Linked DNA regions of Mus musculus: region 1 is linked to region 2. A link is a contact called in public ChIA-PET data. All regions are on one chromosome and are shown on one strand. Each heading gives the region's core, a stretch centred on a gene start, on an enhancer-like site or on the middle of the called end of the contact. The rest is flanking DNA. Distances are from core to core; before and after follow the strand shown.

Region 1 (5,452 bases), core at 1,284-3,783, 200 kb before region 2:
TTCAGGGGAATGTTGACAATCCATAACTCCAGGGTGGACTACTAAGCCCTGCAAGGTGAGTGAACCCCGGCCGAGAATAAGGCCCATGGTTCCCGGGGGCAAGGATGGTATAGGCTCCACTGGCACCGGCTGAATACTCATTTGAGGCATTAATAGGAAGTCGGAGGCGGCACGCAGGTCCACCCTTGTGGGTCTTCCTGGGTCGCCTCTCTGACTGCTTCCTGGGTCCTGACAAACCGGTTCCCATATCTTTGAGGGCCCTGGGACCGAGGGCCCGATGACCCGTTTTTTGGCACATCAGTTGATTGACTATCAGGTGGGGGAAGGATTCTGCCCTTTATATCCCTCACAGAGCGACACTGGTCAGCTCTATGATAACCCTTGCCACACTTAGAGCAAAGAGTGAGAGTCCCTCCCTGTTTATCTGGAGCTCTGCAATCTTTCTTAAAATGCCCAGGCTTTCTGCAGTTAAAACATGTCCTCCGATCATTTCTGCCCATGGAGCATTTTTGGGATTGAAGGATGGCAGCCGCTAAGCCTGCATTGCTGAGAGGTCCCCCAAGCTCTCGACAGACCCTGAGCCAGTCTTGTAAGCCTTTGTTCTTTCTTGGGGCTATGGCCGCTCGGCACTCCTTTGTGGCTTGCTCATAGATTAGCTGTTCTATCAGAGGCGCAGCTTGCTCTGACTCTCCAAAAATACGCTCTGCTGCCTCTGTCATTCTGGCCACAAAATCTGAGAAGGATTCCTGTGCACCTTGAGTAATCTTGGTCAACTGCCCACTTGCCTCTCCCTTCTTAGGTAGTGCTTTCCATGCCTTAACAGCAGCAGCTGAGATCTGAGCATATGCTCCCCAATGATAATTTGTCTGGTTAGCAGCGTGTTGTCCCTGACCTGTAAGTAATTCAAAAGTCCACGTTCTCTGATCCCCTTTCATGGTGGCATTGGCCCTTGCCTGCGTCTGGCAGGAGTCCTGCCACAAGGCTTTCCACTCAAGATACATTCCCATACTGGGGGCTACAGCTTTTACTACCGTCTGCCAATCACCAGGAGTCATAGCGTGATTCGCAAGCCTTTCCACTTGTGCTATAGTGAAATTAGCACTGACTCCATAGTTACGGACCGACTCGGCAAGCTCTTTAATCTGTATATACGCTACCGGAGCGTGGACACGCCCACCCTCGGCTCCTTCAAAGACCGGAAATGCCTGTTGTATTTTCCTTTGTTCCTCCTTTGGAATGAACGAGTCTGTGCATTGCCTCTCTGTCCATTGCCTCTCTGCGCAGGGCTGATGCACTACGCAGGCCGGGGGCTCAGCATAGGGTGGAGGTGCACTATGACCTTGAAGCCGACTGCCAAGAGGCCAAGCAGCAAGCTGGCCTTTGCCAGCCGCTTTTGGCTTTTTCCTTGACCGATTAGCTCGCATTTTATCTGGCTGGCACTTTTCTCTCTCATAACGAGCTGTTTCCTCCTCCAAGTCTGTTTCTTCAGAGAAGCTAAATTTTTTATCTGATTCAGAGCTACTAAGAACTAGCTCCTTAAACTCATCTAGTGATGGGTATAGGCTCCTTCTCCTAGAAACCTCCGCTAATTGATCTTTCTTCTTTTCCCTTTTCCCTCTTTTCCTTCTAATCTCTCTCCAGGTATTCCTACCTGACCTTAACTTTTCCTCGGGTTCAAGACCCTTGGAAAGGCCTGTATACTTATTTTGTGTACCATATTTTCTCTTTGCTCCTACTCTCTCTCCCCGCTTTACTTCTGATAGCTTGTCCTGAATTTCCTCTAGAATCCGCCCTGCCTTAACCACTTGATAACATGTGAAAAGGAACAAAAGGGCTTCTAACACTAGAAAAAATTCAAGGCCAAATATACCTTGCAAAGCCATTTTCCACTTTACTTCTGATAGACTGTCTTGAATTTCCTTAGAAAGTTCAAGGCCAGGCTTACCTCGTAAAGCTGTACTCACTGGTACTCTCGTTCCCCAGCTGAAAAGTTCTGAATTCATACAGTTGAATCCTTCTTAACAGTCTGCTTTACGGGAACCTTTATTACCGCGACCCGCAGTTCTGGTTCTGGAATGAGGGATCTTCCTTGCGCCAGTCCCGAGTTTTTTCTCGTCCCGGGTTTCGGCACCAATTGTTATTAGACGCGTTCTCACGACCGGCCAGGAAAGACGCAACAAACCAGAATCTTCTGCGGCAAAGCTTTATTGCTTACATCTTCAGGAGCCAGAGTGCAAGAGAGCAAGCAAGCAAATGGCGAAACCCCATCCCTTTTTTAAGGAGAATTATCCTCCACCTAGGACGTATTACTCCCTGATTGGCTGCAGCCCATCGGCCCAGTTGTCATCACGGGAAAGGCAGAACACATGGTGGGAAAACTGCCCCTGCATGTGTGCAGACTATGTTTACCACTTAGAACACAGCTGTCAGTGCCATCTTATAATGGCAAATGTGAGGGCGGCTCCTCACAGCTGCCGCCGTCTCTTAGTCATCCTAAGAGCCGGTCCTACAGCTGTCATCACTCTAGAGTCCCTGCCCCACACCCCACAGGAAACTGGCCCAGGGGACAAGCACCACTGCTCAGCGGGATACCACTGGGTAGCAAGTGATTTACTTCAAGTCAAACAATAATTTTTTCATTTTTTTTTTTTTTTGGTTTTTGGTTTTTAACTCCAGGCCACAGCCTCCATTATCAAACAGAGCTGCTGTGGTGAACTAGGGGGCTTTTTGTTTTTGATTTCCTTTCTTTTGTTGTTCTATAGGATCTTTTTCATCTTGATTTTCCCCTTTGTGCGTCTGTGATGTGCGCATGTGAATACATGTGTGCACGTGTGTAAATGCACATGTATGTATGAGCATGTGCATACAGAGGCCCAAGACTGAGGCTGAGAATTATGCCACTGGTCTTCCCCCATATGTATTGAGGCAGAGTCTCTTTTTTCTTCTCTCTTTTTGTGTGGGTGTTTTGCCCATGTGCATGTCTGTGTATCACATGAGTGCCTGGTGCCTGAGAAGGGTGGAACAGGGCTTCAGATCCTTGGAGTTAGAGTTATAGGCAGTTGTGAGCCACCATGTGAGTGCTGGGAATTAAACCTGGGTCCTTTGGAAGAGTACACACTGCTTTTAACCACTGAGCCATCATCTCTCCAGCCCCCAGAGTCAGGGTCTCTCAATCAAACCCAGAGCCCATTGATGCAGTCAGTCTTGCTAACCGATTACTCTGATGATCCTGTTTCCCCTTCCAGGGCTGGAATTGTATGTGGGCCACCACACCCACCCAGCACTTACGTGGGTTCTGGGAATCCAAACACTAATCTTCAAACTTCCTGTGCGACCACTTTATCCCTTAAGGGTTCTCCCCAGCTCTAGGACCTTTTAAAAACGATTTATTTGTGTGTCTGTGTGTCTGTGTGTGGATATCTGCACACGTGTGTGCAGAAATGCACACATGCATATGCACCAGGAGCCCAGAAAAGGGAATCCGATGTATCCTCCATCATTTGATGGCAAACAGTCCCTTGAGGCAGGGTCTCTCCCTGAGCCCAGGGCTTGAGGTTTCTCTGCTAGACTTCCAGCTTTCCCATGGATGTTGGGCCCCAAACTAAAATCCTCATGATTGCATAGCAGACACTCTTCTTATCCACCGAGCCATTTCTCCAGCCCCTAAAACGATGGCCTTGAACCTTGTCTTAGTTAGGGTCTTACTGCTGTGAACAGACACCATGACCAAGGCAACTCTTGGGCTGGCTGACAGGTTCAGAGGTTCAGTCCATTATCACCAAGGCAGGAACATGACAGCATCCAGGTAGACATGGTGCAGGAGAAGCTGAGAGTTCTTCATCTTGTTCCAAAGTCAAACAGGAGAAGACTGACTTTCAGGCAGCTAGGAGGAGGGTTTTGTTTTGTTTTGTTTTTTAAGATTTATTTATTATTATATCTAAGTACACTGTAGCTGTCTTCAGATGCACCAGAAGAGGGCGTCAGATCTCATTACGGATGGTTGTGAGCCACCATGTGGTTGCTGGGATTTGAACTCAGGACCTTCGGTAGAGCAGTCGTTTGCTCTTAACCACTGAGCCATCTCTCCAGCCCTAGGAGGAGGGTCTTAAAGCCCACTGTGACACATCTTCCTCCAACAAGGCTACATCCACTCCAACAAGGCCACACCTCCTACTAGTGCCACTCCCTGGGCCAAGCATATTCAAAACACCACAAGTGTGCTCAGTTGTTGCTCAGCCCCTAACCATCTCCCCAAGGGTACTTAGCATTTCCCCTATGGCCTCATCGTGCTAAGCACGCATCTCGGTCAGTAGAGTGCTTGCCTTCCATACGTAAGCCCCAGTACATCAGGCATGGGGGTGCACACCTATAATCCCGGCACTCAGAGGTGGAAGCAGGGGGATCCACCCAAAGTCACCTCAGCTGCACAGTGAGTTCAGGGCTAGCCTGGCCTACCCATTAGACCAAGCTTCAGGTGCAGGGTCAAATTCATGATCCTCCTGCTTTCACCTCCTAATTGTTGCATTTAAAAGATCTCCACCACCATGCCTGGCTTCCAAGCTCATTTAACCTTCCCCAGGGCCTGCTTGTTACAGTTTATGTAGAGACATGGGATCCAAAGGTGGCTCTGGTCTCTGACAGAACCTGGGACCCTCGGCAAAAGAGGTGGGCCAGACATCCAGTGCCTGCTCTCAGCATGGCCAGGCTGGAAGGCGGACGCACTTCTCTGCTGATGCTCAGGGAACCAATCTGTGTGACTGGAGTTCAAAGTGTGACAGAAAATAATCCACTGACTCCCCTGATGGCCAGTGTCTTCAAGGGACAGGGAACTGCCACAATCAGAAAGAGCCAGGGGACTCGCAGTGGGGATGGGGCAGTGCCGCCCAGCATGCACGAGGCATGATGTCACATGCCTGTCAGCCCAGCAGTCAGGGCTGCAGCAGAAGGGTTGAGAGATCAAGGCCCTTGACTGTCTTAGAATTCTATGTAGACCAGGCTGACCTTGAACTCATGGACCTGCCTGCCTCTGAATCTTGAGTGCTGGATTAAAGGCGTGTGCCAACTAAGTGGACTTACAAGCTCAATTTGAAGGAGCGTGTATGAGACTTATTTCCTTTCCCTTTATTGTTTATTTTATATTTTCAGTCAGGGTCTCGCCATGTAGACAGGTTGTCTTTGAACTCACTATGTAGACCAGGCTGGCTTCCAACTCAGGGTTCCTCCTGTCTCTGCCTTTCTAGTGTTTGGGTTAAAGGCAGGCCACACTCAGCTTCCTTTCTCCCTTCACATGTGTGTGTGTGTGTGTGTGTGTGTGTGTGTGTGTGTGTCTGCCTGTGTATGTGTGTGTGCATATGTGTCTGACTGTGTGTGTTTCTGTGTTTCTGTGTATATCTGTGTGTCTGTCTGTGTGTGTGGTGCTGATGATGGAGCCCAGGGCTGTGTATGTCAGGTA
Region 2 (6,279 bases), core at 2,460-4,959:
TAGTGTTGGGATCAGAGGTGTGTGCCAACTTGTCCAGCATTATTTATTGGTGTCTGTGTACCCGTGTATATGCATGATATGTTCACACATGTGAAGGCAAAACAGTATGAAGGAATGTGAAGGTCAGAGGACAACCTGTGGTGGCAAGTGCCCTCAACTGTAGAGCCATCTCTTGGGTCCCATGATCCCATGGGCTCTTCTGACCCAGGCCTTATCTCCAACACAGGGCACCTCCGTCTGGCTAGTGGAACACACCGATGTGAGGGGCGCGTAGAACTCTTCCTAGGACAACGGTGGGGCACTGTTTGTGATGATGCCTGGGACCTACGGGCAGCCATTGTCCTGTGCCGTCAGCTGGGATGTGGCCAGGCTCTCGCAGCCCCGGGAGAGGCCCACTTTGGCCCAGGCCGAGGCCCAATCCTCTTGGACAATGTCAAATGCCGAGGAGATGAGAGCACCTTGCTACTGTGCTCTCATATCCGCTGGGATGTCCACAACTGTGACCACAGCGAGGATGCCAGTGTCTTGTGCCAGCCATTGTGACCCAGATGGCTCTGTACTCCATACCATATCAAAGGAGCCTATGAGGAACTGCCTGTCCTTTCCCAGGATGCCTTCCTATGATAGCTCGGGTTCCTGGTACCCCTTTCTCCCCGTGCATGGGAGAGATGCAGTACCTGCCCGAGTCCTCTTACTGTGTGTCCCGAGACTGTTATCACCTGCGGAAGGCCCAATACAGTGAACATAGCAATGTTTTGCTCAGCCAAATCAGAAAATGTGAGAGAATAACCCACTTCTCTTTGGGGGAACTCATATAGTACCCCCAATCCTTCCCTTCTGCACCCACATCCATGAGGCTTGGGCTGTCTGTAAATGCCTTCAAACCCTTACCGTGACCTCTCTTGGTCTCCTGCTAAAAGTGGGGAGACAAAGGGGTTGGGGTGCTCTTTTCTATAGACTGGCAGGGGACTGCAGAAGAACCAGGCCATCACCTTCCCTGCTGGGTGAGGACCTGGACTCAGATGGTGCTCCGCTGAACAAGGGGGCTGCAGGGGCCAAAACAGGGACCAGAGGAGCCCTTCCTGCAGCTTCTCTGATTTCCACTGCCCCCCCCCCCCCAGCACAGAGCCTCCATTTTGCAGTAACAAAGAACCCTGGAGGCCCATAGCCACTGTCCTTAGGTGCCAAGTCAATAAAGCATTATCTCCCCCAGTCTTTTAACTGAGGTCATTGTTTGAGAACCTGTACCATGGCTACTGGAAAAACTCCAGGAAGGACTTTCTGGAGAAAACTGGCATGGCGATGAAAGGCTGTGGTCCAAGAGCAGCATCATCCAGTTCTCCAGAGCCCATCACGGCCGGGAAATGCTGACTCACCATGGCAAGCCTCAGGCTCCTCAGTGGAGTGTCTGGTCATCCTCCATTGGGCTACACACACACACAAATCTAGATCCAGGAAAGGAGAGGCAGTAGGGCACGATGGTGCATGTTTGTAATGCCGGTGCTCGGGGTGCCGAAGAAGGGCGTTCTGCGGGTGGGGTGGGGTTCCAGGCCAGCCAGAGCTGCAGAGTGAGAGAAGCTGACTGAATAGGCCCAGAAAATAAAATGGCAGAAAAACGGAAAAAAACAAAACAAAACAACCCTCCTCTGGTCAACCTGTGATATTCCCTCTTTAAAGGGATCACAGGAATGAAGATCAGGAGTTCAAAGCTATCCTCAACTACATAACCATTCAAGGCCAGCTTAGACTACTAGATACCTGGGGGTAGGGGTTGCTGGGAGACCCTGCCTGAATTAGTGGTGGCAAAGATCTGTAATTCAGCACGTACATGCTTAAGCAGGTGGATTAGGAGTTTAAAGCAGCCTGAACTTCTAGAAAGGCCACACTACCCTCTCCACTTTCTCTGCCTATGAATTTCTATATTAGTTTTGTTTGCTTTTTGTTTTAGTTTTTCAAGACAGGTTGGTTTTGTTTGTTTGTTTGCTGTATAGCCCCGGCTTTCCTGTAACCCAGTCTATAGACCATGCTAATCTTAAATTCAGAGGTCTGCCTGCCTCTGCCTCCTGAGAGCTGGCATCCATTTTCATGTGTGAGTTGTTATATTTTGTTCTCATTCATTGCTGCCCTCTTTATGCCTTTGCTGTTCTCTGATGCTTCCTTTAGACTCCATTCCTGCTTGCTTGGGTTGGTTTGATTGCTTTGTTTTGCTGTGGTAGGACTGGGGATTAAACCTAGGCTGGTGAGATGGCTCAGTGGTTAAGAGCACAGACTGCTCTTCCAAAGGTCCTAAGTTTAAATCCCAGCAACCACATGGTGGCTCACAACCATCCATAACAACAATCTGATGCCCTCTTCTGGAGTGTCTGAAGACAGCTACAGTGTGCTTACATATAATAAATAAATAAATATTTAAAAACAAAAAAACAAAACCCACCTAGGACCTAAATCATGGAAGGCAAGTACTCGACCACTGAGCCACAGCTACAAACTCCAATTCTGGTTCCCTACCCCCCACCCCCACCCCGCAAAGATTTATTACTGAGTGTGCCTGTGTGTAGTGATGGTGATGATGATGATACAGGGCGTCCAGTTCTATCACACGCAGATCCCCTGGGTGCAGGCTTTCTCCTCAAATGCTGAGTTAGGCTAAAGGATAGCAAGCTCCGGAAGTCATCCAGTCTCTGCCCTCCGTAGTACCAGAGTTATAGGCATTCCTGGCCACTCAGGTTTTACTCCTGGGTGCTGGAATCCCCACTTGGGTCCCCAACTTTGTACAATGATTGCTCTTACCCACTGAAACACCTCTGCATCTGTGTATAAATGTTTTCATACATGGCTGAATGTTGCCCACGTGTATACCCTGTGTTCACCACAGTCACAAAGCGTTGGAGCCCCTGGTAGTGGAGTTATGATGGTTGTAAACCACACCACGTGGGTGCTGGGAACTGAGCTCAGGGGCTCTGCAAGAGCAAGTGCCCTAACTGCTGGGCCAGCTCTCTAGGCCCCTCTTACTTTAAAAAAAAAAAAGGCTAATGCATGCATGTTTGAGTACATGTGTGGTACATGTCACAGGAATTCTTTCCTTCCATGCGGGTACCAGATTCTTGATACCTGCTGAGCCATCACGCCAGCTTGGCCCCTCATCATCTATACCATCGTCCGGACCCTATGTCCTGGTCTCTACGTTCCTGAGGATGACTTTAAGTTCTGGTGAGTTTTTCGAAGTGCAGCAGGCTAGCCTCCCTTGTGTATTTGTTGTCACACCTGCCTGACAACTCGAATGGGAGCCAAACCTTGAGGATTGATGGATTAGCAAAAAGAGAAGAGGGGAAAAAAAAAAAAAAAAAAAAAACGAGGCAACTGGGATTGACTTCCTGTAAGGTCAAACTCCAAACTTCCAGGGTCTTCCCACTCAGGCACTGCTCCGGGAAGTGTTCTTAACCACTGTGCAAACGGAGGAAACAAAAGATCAGTGAAAGGTCCAGGGTTTTTCTGGGTCATCAAAACAAAACAAAACCAACAGAGTCCAGGTGTTGGGATTCCCACTGGAGCCCCGTAAGCCTCGACGGCCGGGGCGGACAGGGTAGGACGTGACGTAGCCCTGCCCTTCCGGGCCCCAATAACTCACGCCTTCCTGCTGAGTCACCGCAGGAGCTCAGAGGAGAGCCCGCCCTGGGTCGGAACTGAAGCCACGCCTCTATCTTACTGAAGGATTTTGATTGGGTAGCTTTGAAACTGGTTCAGCCAGTCGCAGCAAACGGAAGGTTGCTGGTTAGGTGGGGCAGGGGCGGGGCCACGCTCTTCGAGACCTTTCCATGCCTCGGGGCGGGTCTTTTTTTTTTTTTTGTGCAGAGTTCTAGGTTTGGTCTGACAAAGGAATTGAGTCCCCGGTACAGCCCATACAAGGGAAGGAAGGTCAACCATTCCCAAGACACTGTAGTTTAGGCGACATTTTCAGTCCCCGCGGACCTTTGCGGATTACAAAGAGTATTTACCAACAACAACCTCTGCGCCACAAGGCTGCTTCTCTCCTCACCACCCCACCCCCTCACCCCTTTTAAAAATGCTTTAGTCAAGGTCTCATGCAGTTCAGGGTGGCTTGCCAAAGGTGACTTTGAGTTTTTTTAATTTTATTTCTTCCTCTGCCCACCCAACTGGGGTTACAGGTGCGTGCCACCCCTGCTCATTTATGCAATTCTGAGGAACCCAGGACTTCACTTACGCTAGGCAAACGCTCGACCAACTGAGCTATATCCTAAAGCTACTGATATTTTCATAAAAGACCATTTGGTTGGTTTTGTTTTTTTCGAAACAGTTTTTCTGTATGACGCTGGCTGCCCTGGATGGAACTCAGTCTGTAGACCAGGCAGGCCTCAAACTCAAAGACCTGCTTGCTGAGATGAAAGGCATGCGACGCTTTCACAGAGGACATTTAACCCACAAAGGACTGTTGAAATTGTAAAACCGGTTCACAATAAAACCAGAATTGGAATAGGGTGTGGTGGCACTATGGGGTAAAAAACATCTAAAATAAATCAAGATTAAGGAGGCTGGTGTGTAACTCAGCTGGTAGAGCTCTGTCCAAGCATTCAGAAAGTCCAAGGTTCAGTCCCCAACTCAGTTTGGGTCAGCGAAAGGGTTCCACAGGTAAAGGTGAGGCCATGTGGCCACACACACACACAATTAAAATGTCTTTTTTTTTTTTTAAATCAGCAACTACAAAAAGAAAATAGATTTCTAAAAAGGGAAGAAAACAAACCTCAGTGTGGTGGCTGTCACATGCCTAAAGTCCCAGGGGTGGAGACAGATGGTCACCCTCAATTATACAGCTAATCCAAGGCCAGCCTATGCTACATAAGACATGGTCTCAAAAACAAACCAATTAAAGAATTGGAAAAGGTTCCCCACCTCTGGCAAACATGAACAATAAACTGAGGGGTGTTGTGGTTGTGGTTTTGTTTTGAAACAAGACAATGTAGCCTATGCTGCCCTGAAATGTGTTGTGTAGCCAGAAATGAACGCAGACTTCTGAACTCCCTTGCCTCAGAGACAGGATCTCACACTTCAGTCCAGGCTGACCTCAAGCAGTTTCCACCCCCATCATCTTCCCAGTGGCTGGTTTTATAGATGTGAGCTACCTCAGGTGGGTTAGACTGAGGATTTTAACACAGCCTGCTGTACCACAGCAAATTCTATGTGTAGCATCACCCTGACCGAGTGTCTGTCGTCTTAAGATTGGCCCTGCCAGCCAGGCATGGTGGCACATGCCTTTAATCCCAGCACTTGGTAGGCAGAGGCAGGCAGATTTCTGAATTCGAGGCCAGCCTGGTCTACAGAGTGAGTTCCAGGACAGCCAGAGCTATACAGAGAAACCCTGTCTCGAGAAAAAAAAAAAAAAAGAAACAAAAAAAAAAAAAAAAGATTGGCCCTGCCAGACCAGAGCAAGTTTGACATAACTCAATCTGGGCAGATGGAGAAACATGCAGAGAGCCAGGATTGACCTGCCCCACTGTGAGCTACAGAGCAATAGGGACTTGAGTCTTTTGCACTGTCATTGGCTTCCTTTTCGCTGGATAGGAAGGCCTGATGAAGAAGCTGTAGTCAACGAGGCACCTGCTGTCTGCCACCATAGTCAATTTTCTGTCTCAAGATCCCTGCATGAGTTAGACAAGTCTGGGTCCCTGCGAGGTTAGCAGCAGTCAGCTCAGGGAACCCTTTTCATGGGATAGATAGCTTATTCCATCCACGTGGCCATTCACTTGGAAAGTCAAAGTTGCCTCTACCTTAAAAAAACCAGGTCCAGGCTTGGTGGTGCACGCCTTTACTCCCAGCATTCAAGAGGCAGAGGCAGGTGAATTTCTTAGTTCGAGGCCAGCCTGTTCTACAGTGTGAGCTCCAGGACAGCCAGGGCTACACAGAGAAACCCTGTCTCAAAAACAAAACAAAACAAAACAAAAACAGTGCCTTGGGCCAGTGATGAAGCTCACAGGTAAAAGTAATTGCTTGAAACAGCCTGACAACCTGACTTCAATTCTCCAAATTACCTAAAAGTAGGCAAGAACTGGCCTTTTTAGAAAGTTATCCTCTAAGTTCTTCATGCACACGTTTGCACGCACTCACACTCGCATCCATGCATACACTAAAATCAAATGGGAAATACCAGTACTTTGGAGGCAGAGGCAAGTGGATCACTATTGAGTTCCAAGCCACAGCTACATAGTGAAGCCCTTTCTGGGGGAGTGGGGGGAGGGAGGACCAGAAAACCTGGCCTGGGATGTA

What was found. ChIA-PET counts read pairs in DNA pulled down with a chosen protein or histone mark.
Region 1: an RNA polymerase II ChIA-PET map of effector CD8 T cells shows a contact between it and region 2, with 12 read pairs. The contact joins two enhancer-like sites. A contact is called at or near these places in 2 of 484 Hi-C or Micro-C datasets (embryonic stem cells and nephron progenitors), 5 of 115 datasets of contacts at active chromatin or transcription factors (the HPC-7 cell line, T-cell acute lymphoblastic leukemia, bone marrow-derived macrophages and 2 more) and 2 of 9 other capture datasets (liver and pancreatic islet).

The regions. Positions count from the first base shown.
Region 1 is chr5:136,152,697-136,158,148 of GRCm38.p6, reverse strand. All of the region lies in intron 2 of Orai2 (ORAI calcium release-activated calcium modulator 2), which reads left to right. Among named protein-coding and RNA genes, the nearest start is that of Orai2, 15 kb to the left of the region's middle. Within about 2 kb of position 2,533, at least 15 of the 459 cell types and tissues checked have an H3K27ac peak or open chromatin away from gene starts, as enhancers often do. A contact at or near this core is called in effector CD8 T cells, where this site is marked.
Region 2 is chr5:135,955,156-135,961,434 of GRCm38.p6, reverse strand. It overlaps Ssc4d (scavenger receptor cysteine rich family, 4 domains), which reads left to right. Exons shown (of 11, transcript NM_001160366.1): 11 at 227-1,212. The coding sequence ends at 543. Among named protein-coding and RNA genes, the nearest start is that of Ssc4d, 16 kb to the left of the region's middle. Within about 2 kb of position 3,709, at least 388 of the 459 cell types and tissues checked have an H3K27ac peak or open chromatin away from gene starts, as enhancers often do. A contact at or near this core is called in effector CD8 T cells, where this site is marked.